Regions from separate parts of the Zea mays genome. Here region 1 is linked to region 2. The links are chromatin contacts, called in public Hi-C maps. All regions are on one chromosome and are shown on one strand. Each heading gives the region's core, a stretch centred on a gene start, on an enhancer-like site or on the middle of the called end of the contact. The rest is flanking DNA. Distances are from core to core; before and after follow the strand shown.

What was found. A called contact is a pair of places that touch in the nucleus more often than the background predicts.
Region 1: a Hi-C map of leaf shows a contact between it and region 2, with 9 times the contacts expected there. The contact joins the promoter of LOC100285080 here to the promoter of LOC100276220 in region 2. A contact is called at or near these places in 11 of 25 Hi-C or Micro-C datasets (bundle sheath, ear, endosperm and 5 more) and 2 of 3 datasets of contacts at active chromatin or transcription factors (leaf and seedling).

The regions. Positions count from the first base shown.
Region 1 is chr1:206,009,764-206,016,013 of Zm-B73-REFERENCE-NAM-5.0, forward strand. It overlaps LOC100285080, which reads right to left and starts at 2,151. Exons shown (of 2, transcript NM_001157975.2): 1 at 1,613-2,151; 2 at 1,251-1,512. The coding sequence starts at 1,885. The coding sequence ends at 1,408. LOC103643167 (probable inactive histone-lysine N-methyltransferase SUVR2) reads right to left here. Exons shown (of 9, transcript XM_008666326.4): 2 at 6,193-6,250; 3 at 5,693-6,089; 4 at 4,261-5,306; 5 at 3,714-3,979; 6 at 3,529-3,595; 7 at 3,395-3,445; 8 at 3,215-3,308; 9 at 2,785-3,139. The coding sequence ends at 3,105.
Region 2 is chr1:205,872,424-205,878,286 of Zm-B73-REFERENCE-NAM-5.0, forward strand. LOC100276220 reads right to left here and starts at 2,549. Exons shown (of 11, transcript NM_001150061.1): 1 at 2,272-2,549; 2 at 2,079-2,168; 3 at 1,723-1,818; 4 at 1,553-1,628; 5 at 1,370-1,450; 6 at 1,142-1,227; 7 at 978-1,070; 8 at 548-682; 9 at 207-312. The coding sequence starts at 2,337.

The DNA of each region.
Region 1 (6,250 bases), core at 901-3,400, 140 kb after region 2:
TTGCCGAGTACCGTCTGACACTCGGTAAAGTCTGTGCCGAGTGCCCGAGAAAAAGTACTCGGCAAAGAAGCCTTTGTCGATGTACTGTTCGCCGAGCTCTCTTTGTCAAGTGTGACGGTCGATTCCGGTAGTGACGGTAGTGACGGTCGAAGCCGCGAGCCGACTAACGCTCGTCGACGCGGGTCCAGGGCGAGTCGGTCATGCTCCTGACCTTTCTCCGTGCATGTCATCGAGGAGGATATGGTGGCGCCTGTCACGCTTAGGTTATCTTAGCGATGAGGAGTCCAGTTCTGAGATATTGGACAACTAAGGCCTGTAGCGTGGCAGCAGTCGGCATATACTACGGAGTTGGTGGCGGTGTTGTGTCGCTTCGGCGGGTCCAGGGCTGGGAAGACACTCGCCCTTCTCGGACTGACGCCTGGTGCGGTACCTCTTGGTTTGGAGCTGCTCTGGCTGCGCTTCTTTCTCCGCTTGCGTGCTCTCTCCCTATATTTCTAGTGGTATGTCGCCTCCAGATATCCAGGTCTTCGTCGTGTCCTTCTCCGGCAATGAACAGGTATGCCTACCTCTTCCCTTCCCCTTCTGCTCTACGAAACCTTGGAAGTGGGGGAGGCGGGGGATGGAGGTATCTGATTTGTTGACTATGATACTCGTGCGTTCGTCAAAAAATATTATGCGAAAAGTGAAGGCAACAAATAAAAAAATTTGAGATCTTTTTGGTGGATAATTTACATGGGTATTGTTGTAAGCCGTCGCAACACACGGATACCCGACTAGTATTTGTTAACGTGATTGTTTTAACATTGTCTTATAGGACTTCTTATAAGATTTATGTGCATCATTCTTCTTATAAGATGCGACGTCATACTCGTAATCTATTTTGTAAACATCCGAGGCTAAGGAGGCGATGGTCAGCGGCAGGGGAGAGATGCTCCTAACCGAAGAAGAAAAAAAAGTGGGAGTTGGTGCCATATATAACTGATCAATGAAATTAATCCTCCTAAGGTTTGTATCAATAGACATGTGTAGTACTATAGTATGCATTATTGGCAGGAAGGATGCATCATCATACGGTGGTTCTGAATATTGTTGCCTAGTGCCTAGTGAATTAATCAGCTTAGTAAGATGCATGGTGCAGCATCCCAATTGGTAAGAATGCAATGCCCCACACGCAATAGGAATCTCTGCAGGAACGAAGCAAAACAAGCATGCAGCTAGCTGATGGACAGCCGAGCATCGGAAGCTGGATTGAAGAATCATCACATGACATGTACTAGCTACCACTTGATAGAGGACTCGATCGGAGCAAGGAAGAAGGTATCAATATAATTATCATTGTCCGCCACTACTTGATGATGTAGTACTTATAGATTATATACTTATATATGTGCGTAGAACATGGTCGTCTCAGGCAAGGAATCCGAGCTTCTCTCCGTTCTTCTTGGCGAGGCGGATGAGGCCCTGCCGCTGCTTGGAGTCGGCGCCGATGGTCTTGCAGAACTCGGTGATGACCTGATCGAAGTCGAAGAGGGGGGGGGGGAGATGAGATGACGATAAATGGATGAGAGCAGGAAGCCACCCAAGAGAGAGAGAGAGAGAGAGAGCGACCGACCTGCGAGTGCAGCGCGATTGCCTTCCCCCTGAGCTGGTTGAAGCGCTTGCGGCCGATGATGTTGCGCGCCACCACCACGAGCGGCGCGAACAGCCCCTTGCCGGCGTTCACGTTGCCCATCATCCGCGCCGGCGACCGCGCGCGACACCGGGGCCGCACCGACACCGACATGGCCAGCGCCGCGGAGTAGGAGCGGTGGTGGTCGTCGCCGGACACGGAGCTGGACCACGTCGGGAGAGCTCGCACCCGGGAGAAGGACACAGCCGCCGCCATGCCCGTTGCCCTCGCTCGCTCGCTCTTGCTGGAGGCTGGCTAGCTCGAACAGAGAAGCGCGGAGCTGAAGCTTCGGGGAAGCGAGTGGTCTGGTGGTCGTGGCGGGTGGGTGTCCGACTCCGAGCTAAGGGAGGACGGGAGAAGAGATAGAGATAGAGCGGGGTGGGGGGAGCCTTGTGGTGGGGAGGAAGCCACTCAACTCGTTGGCTGCGTGCCTGCCTGCCCTTTCTTCCGCCAACAAATCGGTCTCCAATTCGAAATGTCTGGTGGTCTCGCTCTCAGCAACCAACGACTCCAGCAGATGAGGAGTTTCTGGGCAGCAACCAACGGCCTCTGTCCTGCTGACACGTCAGATCCTACCTCAGCACGTGTCAGGCTGGCATAACACACCCAAGTGGCGGCCCCAAGGGCCAAGGCCACTACTCACTCGGCTTCAGCACAATCATACAACCCAACATGACATGGCCGGGCGTGTTTAGATACATCCATAACTTGCCACAGTTTGCTACTATTTCTAAGCCCGTGTTTAGTTTCCTGCAGATAGAATCTGCTATCCCATAAAATACAGCATGTACTTGATTATGGGATTTTGTTTCTTGGCTCCATAATGTATTTTCAAAATTAGATTTTCAATATCTACGAGAAGCAAAACATAGCCTAAGATTAGTTAGATTTAACAGCTTAGATATACGTTTGATTTATAGCTATAATTGTGGTAAGGTTTCTCCTGCCGTGTTGGTCTCACTCGTCAGTGAATTTTAAAAATAAAGGAAGATTCACTTACGCGTGCTAAGATGTGACAACAATTTGAGCAACTAATTTTAGACAATATGCATACAACCAAACAGGCCTGCAACGCACCAGCGACATACTAGTTCACTCTCCGACCGTCCCAAGAATTGTGGCTGACATGAAATGGTCAGATTCTTTTTATCACCATGTACCAAGCTGACATAATAACATGGTTAAGTCTTAGGCGTTCTTTTTACGCATACACAATCCCAGGCTAATTTAGATGCCACTACATGGCATAGGTTACTAGGTCGCTCAGCCTGCAGCATTTCCGTCCATAACACCATTCACCAAAATCATCCACACCTATCTACACTTAATACTAGCTGAGGTGATGGTACTGCATTACTCCACATCAAACACGAAACCAGACCCCCCCACAGCAAAAGTTGGTGTGCTCAACTCCAACCAAGTCCGCGCTCCCTGCCTACTTTCGCTTAGCAGCTGCTCTACCCATCCTCCCTGCCAGAAACAAACCATCATACATACATGGTTCTCCGTTCACATCCAAAGGAAGCACTGAAAATGGCAACATACTTGGATTGTTCGGATCGCGGCAGTATCTACTTCCACACATGCATCTGAACGGTTTACTGGGCCCTTCCATGTCATCAAAATCGATGCCATAATCCTGGAATCACAGTTTCAAACATTTATCTTGTCAAATCAGCACCCTACATGTATGCCAACAGAGGGCCCAAAAAAAATGACACTTACCCAAGTTAACTCTTCAAATGCCTCCACTTTCTTGTTCGTGAAAAATGCCAGCTGTGCAACATCAAATAGTAAACAATTAGCATGTAGTGCACTTGCTCTTTTCACTAACCCATTAAGGTCAGCAGATCACTTACATGGTGATAATGATGATCGGGCGTCTCAACTTCTACAGGGATCTGAACTAAATTTGCATTGTAGCATCTAGTCATAGCATATGTTCGTTACCAAAAACATAGCGGAGTAGCAGACAAAAGACTGTAATACACAAATTATGGCAAGATATTTACAGCAAAAAAAAACGAGCAAGTAACCTACATACCGGTGGTTGATAAACCGCCCGACATTCCCATAAAATGAACCATCAAGGCTACAAGCGTCCTCATCCCTCAATACTACACCTGAACCCCAACCAGCGTCCAGGAGCACTTGATGCATATGCTTACCATTTCTTGCATTCTCAATTGCTCTTTCATGCAATTCAGCACTTGTTAGTATCTCTCCAACATATTCACAGACAAAGGCACCTCTTGGGAGATCTTCCACTGTGCGTACTCCCCAGCCTTTACCCTCACGTGTAAAGAACACCTATACCATGTAATAATGCGACATCATAAAGGAAAGTTGCGGGAACAAACAAGAACCATTAACTAGATAAAATTCAAGAAAGGAGCAAAGAGACAGTGATTTTTTGTTTGGAAAGAACTAAGCAATACACATGATAAGCATATATAGCAGCACATAAATGGAAGCATTTCAAGCAATGGCCATCATTTCAATAAAACCAGAACCAGCAAATATTGCACATTAATAAGCTATTGGTGACAAACATTTAGAAAGGAGCATTCCATTGCAAATCCCTTACATACCTGTAATTTGCATGTTATACCACGCTGAATCACACGGTTTCCACACTGCATGCCACATCCACATTTACTCCAGCATTCTTTAATGAATTTTCTGACAATATGACCTTTACATGGACCAGGTGAGCCTTCGTTCTTAGATCTTTCAAGAGGGCAAACTGGACAGTAGAACCTATGGTGCTCTTGTAGGAAATGATTCACTGAGGTACATTCATCAAGGAATGCTGTCTTAAGCAGGCCCTCAAGTGTATAGGAGAACTCGCCCCCTGTTATTCTTGCACAAGAACATGGAACTGGCGCTGATAAACAGTTGCCAGAACAATCAGCACAACAATCTTCATCACAAATTCGAGAAATCGAGATGTTAACATAAGCGTTTTGGAAGACAAGATTTCTTGGTATGTAATAAAAGGATGGAGGACAGGTCTCGCTGCCAAATTCATTTACTACAGGTATTCTTACCCGCTCTTCGCCTTTGGATATATCAGTAGTATCATGGGTTGTCTTTTGATTACAGTGAGCCAACTCAGGATTCCAAGCAACAAGTGAATTCTGCAAACAAGGTTCTGAGGATTCAAGGACTGATGACCCACCAGCCACATCATCACTTATGCCCACAGCAGCCTCACAAGAGATTGGCTTCACAAATGGAACAACTACTTCATTATGCAAGCTGCCACTGTCCCTATTAACCTCAGAATGCATAGTGCCCAACTGCACAACAGATTGGCATACCTCACTCAGCAGCTTGCCAATAGAAAGATCTGAAGGTAGCATCTTGTATGAGTGAAGGCACTTCTCCTCCACCATTTTGAAAACCTCCTCCATACTAATGCTGAAATTTGAAGAACCCAAGCTGCATTTCAATGACATCTTCACCTCACCATTGGCTGAGGAAGCAACGTCCACCTCCACAATCGAAGTCTCATGAGTATTTTGAACTGTAGACCCTACCCCATTCTTGCACACTGCGGCTGCTTGCAGGCTCCTGCCAAGACTTTGAGCTTGGTGAACTATGTTGCCTCTTGCACCAAAACCCGAAGTTTGTTCTGCAGTATTCAGTTATCATCACTTTGCAACAAATAAAAGTTTTAGAAAATATAGGATTGTTTCTTACATTTACAGTGTGCAACAGAAAAGATCTATTGTAAATTTTCAGTTTGATTTATACAGCACATAAACACATGTATAAAATGCAAAATTCTGCTGAAACTAAAAGAAGGATAAATACACACATGGACATGGCTTTTGTACAAAAGTAATAGTGTGCATCTGGGGAGGTCCTTCCGTGACATTCAATTGATTTATAAAGCACACAAACATATGTACAAAATGCACACTCACCTGAATCTAAAAGAATGACAAATACAGAGTTACATACATGAATGCATCTAGTCGCTGTACAACATTGAACATAGCTGAACCCAAACTTTACCTGAAGATCCATCATTGAGTTGTGTGGCATTAGGACCAGCCACAAAATCTTCTGCTCTATCAATTTGTGGTTCTGGTTTGGGTTCTTTCACAACTAGAGCATCGTTGACAGCTAAAGGATATTCATGGCCAGCAGCGTGTGGCTCTACAGTCAAGGACCGAGTTTGCCGACGACTCGTTTGTGGTGAAGCAGGCAGAGCACCTTGGGTTGAAACACTGGATTGCTGTGGTGGCTGCAGCTCTGGTCTGAAATTAGCGGTGCCCATCCTGGGCCTCTTGACCAGGGGTGTTTCATTATCATCTTCACATGTGTCATCAAGGCTAGCAGAAAGATATTGTTGCCGATCGTCCCTTGTTGATCTAAGAGGCTCCAAGTCCGCATGGGCTGCTTGGGTGCCCTGATAGAAAAGATCGATAATGTACAGCGTTAAGGAGTTAATGGCAAAGAAAGGAAGGTATAACCTGTTGATAAGCGAGGTTGATAGGATAATGATAATTAACCTGTTGGGAGGGAGGGGTTTGCTTGCTGTCTTGCCTATCGAGGATGGCATCTGCGAGG
Region 2 (5,863 bases), core at 1,299-3,798:
TAGGGGTGGTAATGGATCACGATCCAAATGTTTCTTCACAATTCGTTTACGCCCTTAATTAATTTTAGTTAAAAAATGAATAGAAATAGATCCCAATCCTTAAATTTTATAGTGTCAAATTTAGAGCCCATTACCACTACCACCCCTACTCACAAGAGAGGAAAAACTCATGTTTCATGTCATATTCAGTGGAATTGGTAAACTACCTTTGTATGCTTCATGTAGGGACTGGAATGATTTGGTGACAGCTCTCTGAACTATTTCTGTTCCCTGCTTAACAATTTCACCAGAACCATATTCATTCTCCAGAGCCTACAAAAACCATCAAATTGGTGAGTACATATCAATACTAAGGTACTAACATAAAGAAATCATATTAATATACAAATTTACATGTTATTGGTACATCAAGGACATATGGAATTAGATCAGGGGTGGGAGTAAACGTGGACAGTGCCAAGGCTTCAGATTAGCCTTTGGTACTCATTTAATAGAAATCTGTCACGCAGTTTCAAATTACAAAGTAACTATTTTGTTGTACAATTACCTTCAACCCTGTGAAGTGACATTCTAATAACTCTGCAGGGTTCACGACACCTGAGAAATCTTCATGAACCTGGATCGCCCTTTCAATAGTCTTAAGAAGGGAAGCCAAGCTGGACATGAATTCCTTGTCTGCTTCCTGCAAATGAATGCATTGCAATGGAGCCGGGACTTGAGACGTAAAAAATACACAAGCACGGATAAAATGCAGTGAGATATTTAGTTACACGTATACATACTGCAACATTTTATTTCGTGATAATAAATTATGGAGTGGCTGTGACAAAAAAATGCAATCAAGAGGGGGGACAAACATCTACGGGGTTGCTAAGCTGTGCACCTGTGTGAATTATGCCTGAGGAAACATATTCAGTTATGTGGGTTCAGCGAGGTAGGTAGGAAGCATTTTTGTGTGCAATAGATGGAGTGCTAACCTTATCAAGTTGCAAAGTAAGACTGTTTCCATTCTCCAAGGGAATGACTAGTTTGCCGGTAGACTTCTGATAAGATCCCTCCAACCAGTTTGCCTGAAAAAAAATATCGGCTTACAATTTGTAAATAGAAATGTTATACATCAAACTGCATTTGTCTTGCTTACCAAGCTGGAAAGTTCATTATCAAGATAATCTGATCGAGAGAGATCTAGAGATTCATCTGAATGAATGACAATTAAGTCATCCTTATCTGTAAAGTAAATAATGGATAAAAAGAATATATCAATAACAACAAGATAAGAACCCAAGAAGTGGGGCATCCAGGTTCAGAAGTAGAGCGAGAGAGAGATGTACAGATCCACTATAAGAAGCTGCAAGATAGACAGTTAAACCTGTAAGCCCTGTATCAGCGATGTTTGCACCTTCAATCCTGGTCTTGAAAATGTTGCTGCCTTCAGATACGAAGCTAGGAACTGAGACCAACACACAAGCAGGAGGGGAAATTTAGTTGCTAGTTCACAATGCACAGAAATTCGCAAATAATGATACAAAGCATTCCATAACAACTGGCATACCATTGAACCCATCAATTTGCACGAGGAAAACAGCACGCGGTCTATCAAATGGATTAGGAAGAAGAACTTTGTTCAACTGAAAATCGAAAAACAAAGGCTGAGACATTCTGGCAGAGGGGGGGGGGGCATGTAGAGGTTAGCTGGTTCCAGCAGGATGAAGTTTAAATAACCTTCGAAGAAGAAATAGCTGGTAGGGATGTTGACGGTGCGAAACCAAGCAAGACAGAAACAACCGCAGAAACTTCATTTAACGACATTGAAGCGTCCTGCAGTAACACGATTATATGTATATTAGCCAGCAAAGTATGCGATCACAGAAGGGGAGGTCTGTAGTGGTGTATGTCAGACTAAAATACCCAATGGTAACTAGTGCTTATAAGCAGTAACTAAACTAGCTACATATCCAATGGTCGTTTCAAGGGAATAATTCAAGCATGACGCTCAATGGCAAAACAGATCTAAGCAGATTCGTTGGTTCCTCTTTTCCTCCTAAAGAGAGCTTGAATGGGGAATTTTGGTACGGTACCTGGTGGTCGGCTTGCTGGTCCCGAAGGTAGCGGTGCGACGAGGCATCGATGAAGACGGCGGAGGCTTTTCCATGACTCTGCGCCTGCCGCTAAGATGGGACACGACACAAGAGATGAGCATCACCGTCAGGGGCAGGTGAAGACACATCGGAAGGGAAAGAGGAAAAAATGAAGAAGAAAGTAAGATCTTACCGCAGCAGCAGCAGCCAAGGCAAGTAAGACGGAAAGGAGGAGGAGGTGATGGCGGCAGCGTGCCATGGCCACCGACCTTGCTCGAGAACGATCGGATCGCCGAGTGGCAGCAGCAAAGATTGGATCTTGAATTGATGAGGCGACGAGGGAGGAACGAGAGGGGATCGAGGAGACACGATGACGCCACCACCACGGGCATGCTACGCTGGGCCAATTGTTGTTATACTTGTACAACGGGCCACGCCCTCGCCGCTGGGGAAGGCCCAGCCAAGTATGTTGAAAGAGGCCGGCGTTGTTGTACTCCTCCGGCAACACATATATTCACATGTTATCAAAAATTGCTCGTGCGCTTGCGACGAGGCATAAATTATTTGATAATATATTTCTATAATTCTATTAAATAATTAGTTCTTAAACATAAAGGAATAAATTTATGAAAAAAATTGACAAAGGTTATTTATTGTGTGGGTGTTTTTATTTACAATCTGATAAAAAATAGGCAGGCAAACGGACCTACGAGCACAAAAGAGTGACTGGTGTTAGTCCAAATTCACTAATGCATCCCACATCCCAGACTGACCGAAGATATATGTTCTATTTTAGGTCAATAGAAACATGTATTGGAAGTTTCTTGCGGCGGGCAATGCAGGACTCTAGAATGCGAGAGAAAAAAAACAGATCTACGCGTTTCGCGTGTGATGCACGGTGACGATGGAAAGATGTTTTATAATAGTAGAGATAGAGATATCTATCAAAATAGTTTGGGTTTTATTAAATTTATGGTAAATAGTATCCTTATGTCACTAAATTGTTTTATTATAAAAATAGTCTTTATAATTAATTTAATAATACTTAGTTTCTATAAAAAAATCTATTTTTGTATAAATTTAATCAAATTTGATGTATTTGGTACCTTAAAAAAGAATTATATTCTTTTCTATATGGAGGATCTACCTAACTTCCAATTCTATACCATGCTTTGCATATACTTTGAGGTTGGAATAAGTTCCCTGTTTGTTTTAGAGTAACAGATAGTCTATAAGATGAATAGCTAAGAGATGAGGTGGAGAAGCAAACCTAGAAGCCATGGGTAAGACACATGTTTCAGACTTTTGAATCTCACACTAAGAGCATGTTTAGTACTGCTTCATGTCCTAACTTCAGTTTAGCTTTAAAAATAGTTAGCCAAATATCCTCCACTTTATGAACTCAGATTCACCAAAAAACTTGAAGCCAGGGGCAACTTCACGCTTTTCTTGAAGCGAACTCAGATTCACCAAAAAACTTGAAATCGGGGGGCAACTTCATATTTTCTTGAAGTAGCAAGAGAGGTACTTCATATTTTAGAATTATAGACCTTCTCATAAAGTTAGAGTAAAATTACCTAGCTTTGCCATTACTGAAAGGGAATTAGGCTTACACCTATATTCCTAAATTGATTTTGGTGGTTGAATTGCCCAACACAAATAATTGGACTAACTAGTTTGCCCAAGTCTATAAGTTATACAGGTACCAAAGGTTCACAATAAGCCAATAAAAAGACCAAGTAAAGGGTTCAACAAAAGGAGCAAGGGACAACCGAAGGCACCCTGGTCTGGCGCACCGGACTGTCCGGTGCACCACCGGACATGTTCGGTGCACCAGGGTTCTCCACGCGCTGAACTCCTCACCTTCGGAAAAGCTCAGAGCCACCGCGCTATAATTCACCGGACTGTCCGGTGTACACCAGACAGTGTCCGGTGCTCCAAGGGGACGCGACTCTGAACTCGCCAGCTTCGGGAATTCGCAACGGCTAGTCCGCTATAATTCACCGGACATGTCCGGTGTACAGTGTGACAGCGCCAGAGCGCGCAGAAGTCAGGCACGCGCGAGCAGACGCACCGGACACTCTACAGTTCATGTCCGGTGCGCCACCGGACATCCAGGCGGGCCTGAGAGCACCTAGAGGGGGGGTGAATAGGTGATCCTGTAAAAGCTTAAACTTATAGCCACAAAACTTTGATTAAGCGTTAGCACAGTTTATGCCAAGTGGCTAGAGAGGAGTCAAAAACACAATAACCACAAGAATTCAATCACAGAGATGACACGGTGGTTATCCCGTGGTTCGGCCAAGTACAAAACTTGCCTACTCCACGTTGTGGCGTCCCAACGGACGAGAGTTGCACTCAACTCCTCTCAAGTGATCCAATGATCAACTTGAATACCACGGTGTTCTTGCTTTTCTTTTCTCAATCCCGTTTGCGAGGAATCTCCACAGCTTGGAGCCTCTCGCCCTTACAAAAGATGTTCACAGAGAATCACGGAGCAAGGGAGGGAATGAGCAACGCACACAAGACTTCAAAAGATCAGAGCAACACGCACACAAGCAGCAATAAGAGCTCGCAACACAACTCAAAGAGTACACAACTCCACAAGAGCTCTATATGCTATCACAATGAATCGAATGCGCTAGATCAATGTCTTGGTGCTTAGAAAGGTTGTAGGAATGCTTGGTGTTCTCCTCCATGCGCCTAGGGGTCCCTTTTATAGCCCCAAGGCAGCTACGAGCCGTTGAGAACACATCTGGAAGGCTATCCTTGCCTTCTGTCGTCGGGCGCACCGGACAGTCCGGTGCACACCGGACACTGTCCGGTGCCCGATTTATTTCCATAAACAGCGCACCCGGCCGTTGCTGTCTGTTGCAGATCCGGGCGCCGTTGGCGCACCGGACATGTCCGGTGCACACCGGACAGTCCGGTGCCCCATTCCGACCGTTGGCTCGGCCACGTGTCGCGCGCCGATCGCGCGGCCGACCGTTGGCCCGGCCGACCGTTGGCTCACCGGACAGTCCGGTGCACACCGGACAGTCCGATGAATTTTAGCCGAAGTCGCCGGAGAAAAACCCGAGAGCGGCTGGTTTGCTCCGCGCTGGTCTGGCGCACCGGACACTGTCCGGTGCACACCGGACAGTCCGGTGCCCCAGCCCGAAGCAGCCCTCCACTCCTCTTCTTCTTCCTGTTTCTAACACTTAGACAAGAATATTAGTACACAAAACCAATGTACTAAGGCTTAGAAACATACCTTAACTTGTGATTTGCACTTTGTTCATCCATGGGCATATTTTCACATTTAAGCACTTGAGTTGGCACTCAATCACCAAAATACTTAGAAATGGCCCAAGAGCACATTTCCCTTTCAATCTCCCCCTTTTTGGTGATTTATGCCAACACAACATAAAGCAACTAGAACAAGTGCAAAATCACTTCAAATAAAATAAATTTGAGTTTTATTCAATTTTGGCATATATGGATCATCCTTTGCCACCACTTGGTTTGTTTTTGCAAATCAAACTCAAATCTCTATCTCTAAGTCAAACACACATGTTGAAGCATAAAGAGAGTCATTCCAAAAGAGATTGATCAAAGATTTCAAAAACTCCCCCTATTTCCCATAGTCAAAACTTCTCCCCACAAGAAGCCAACTTTTGACGAAAGAGACAATGCAAGAGTTTTGAATAAACCAAAAGCTCTATTCTACTATTTTCAAAATCTCTCAAGTGGTAGCTGATCCATTTATCGCTTTGGCCTTTATTTTCTCCCCCTTTGGCATCAAG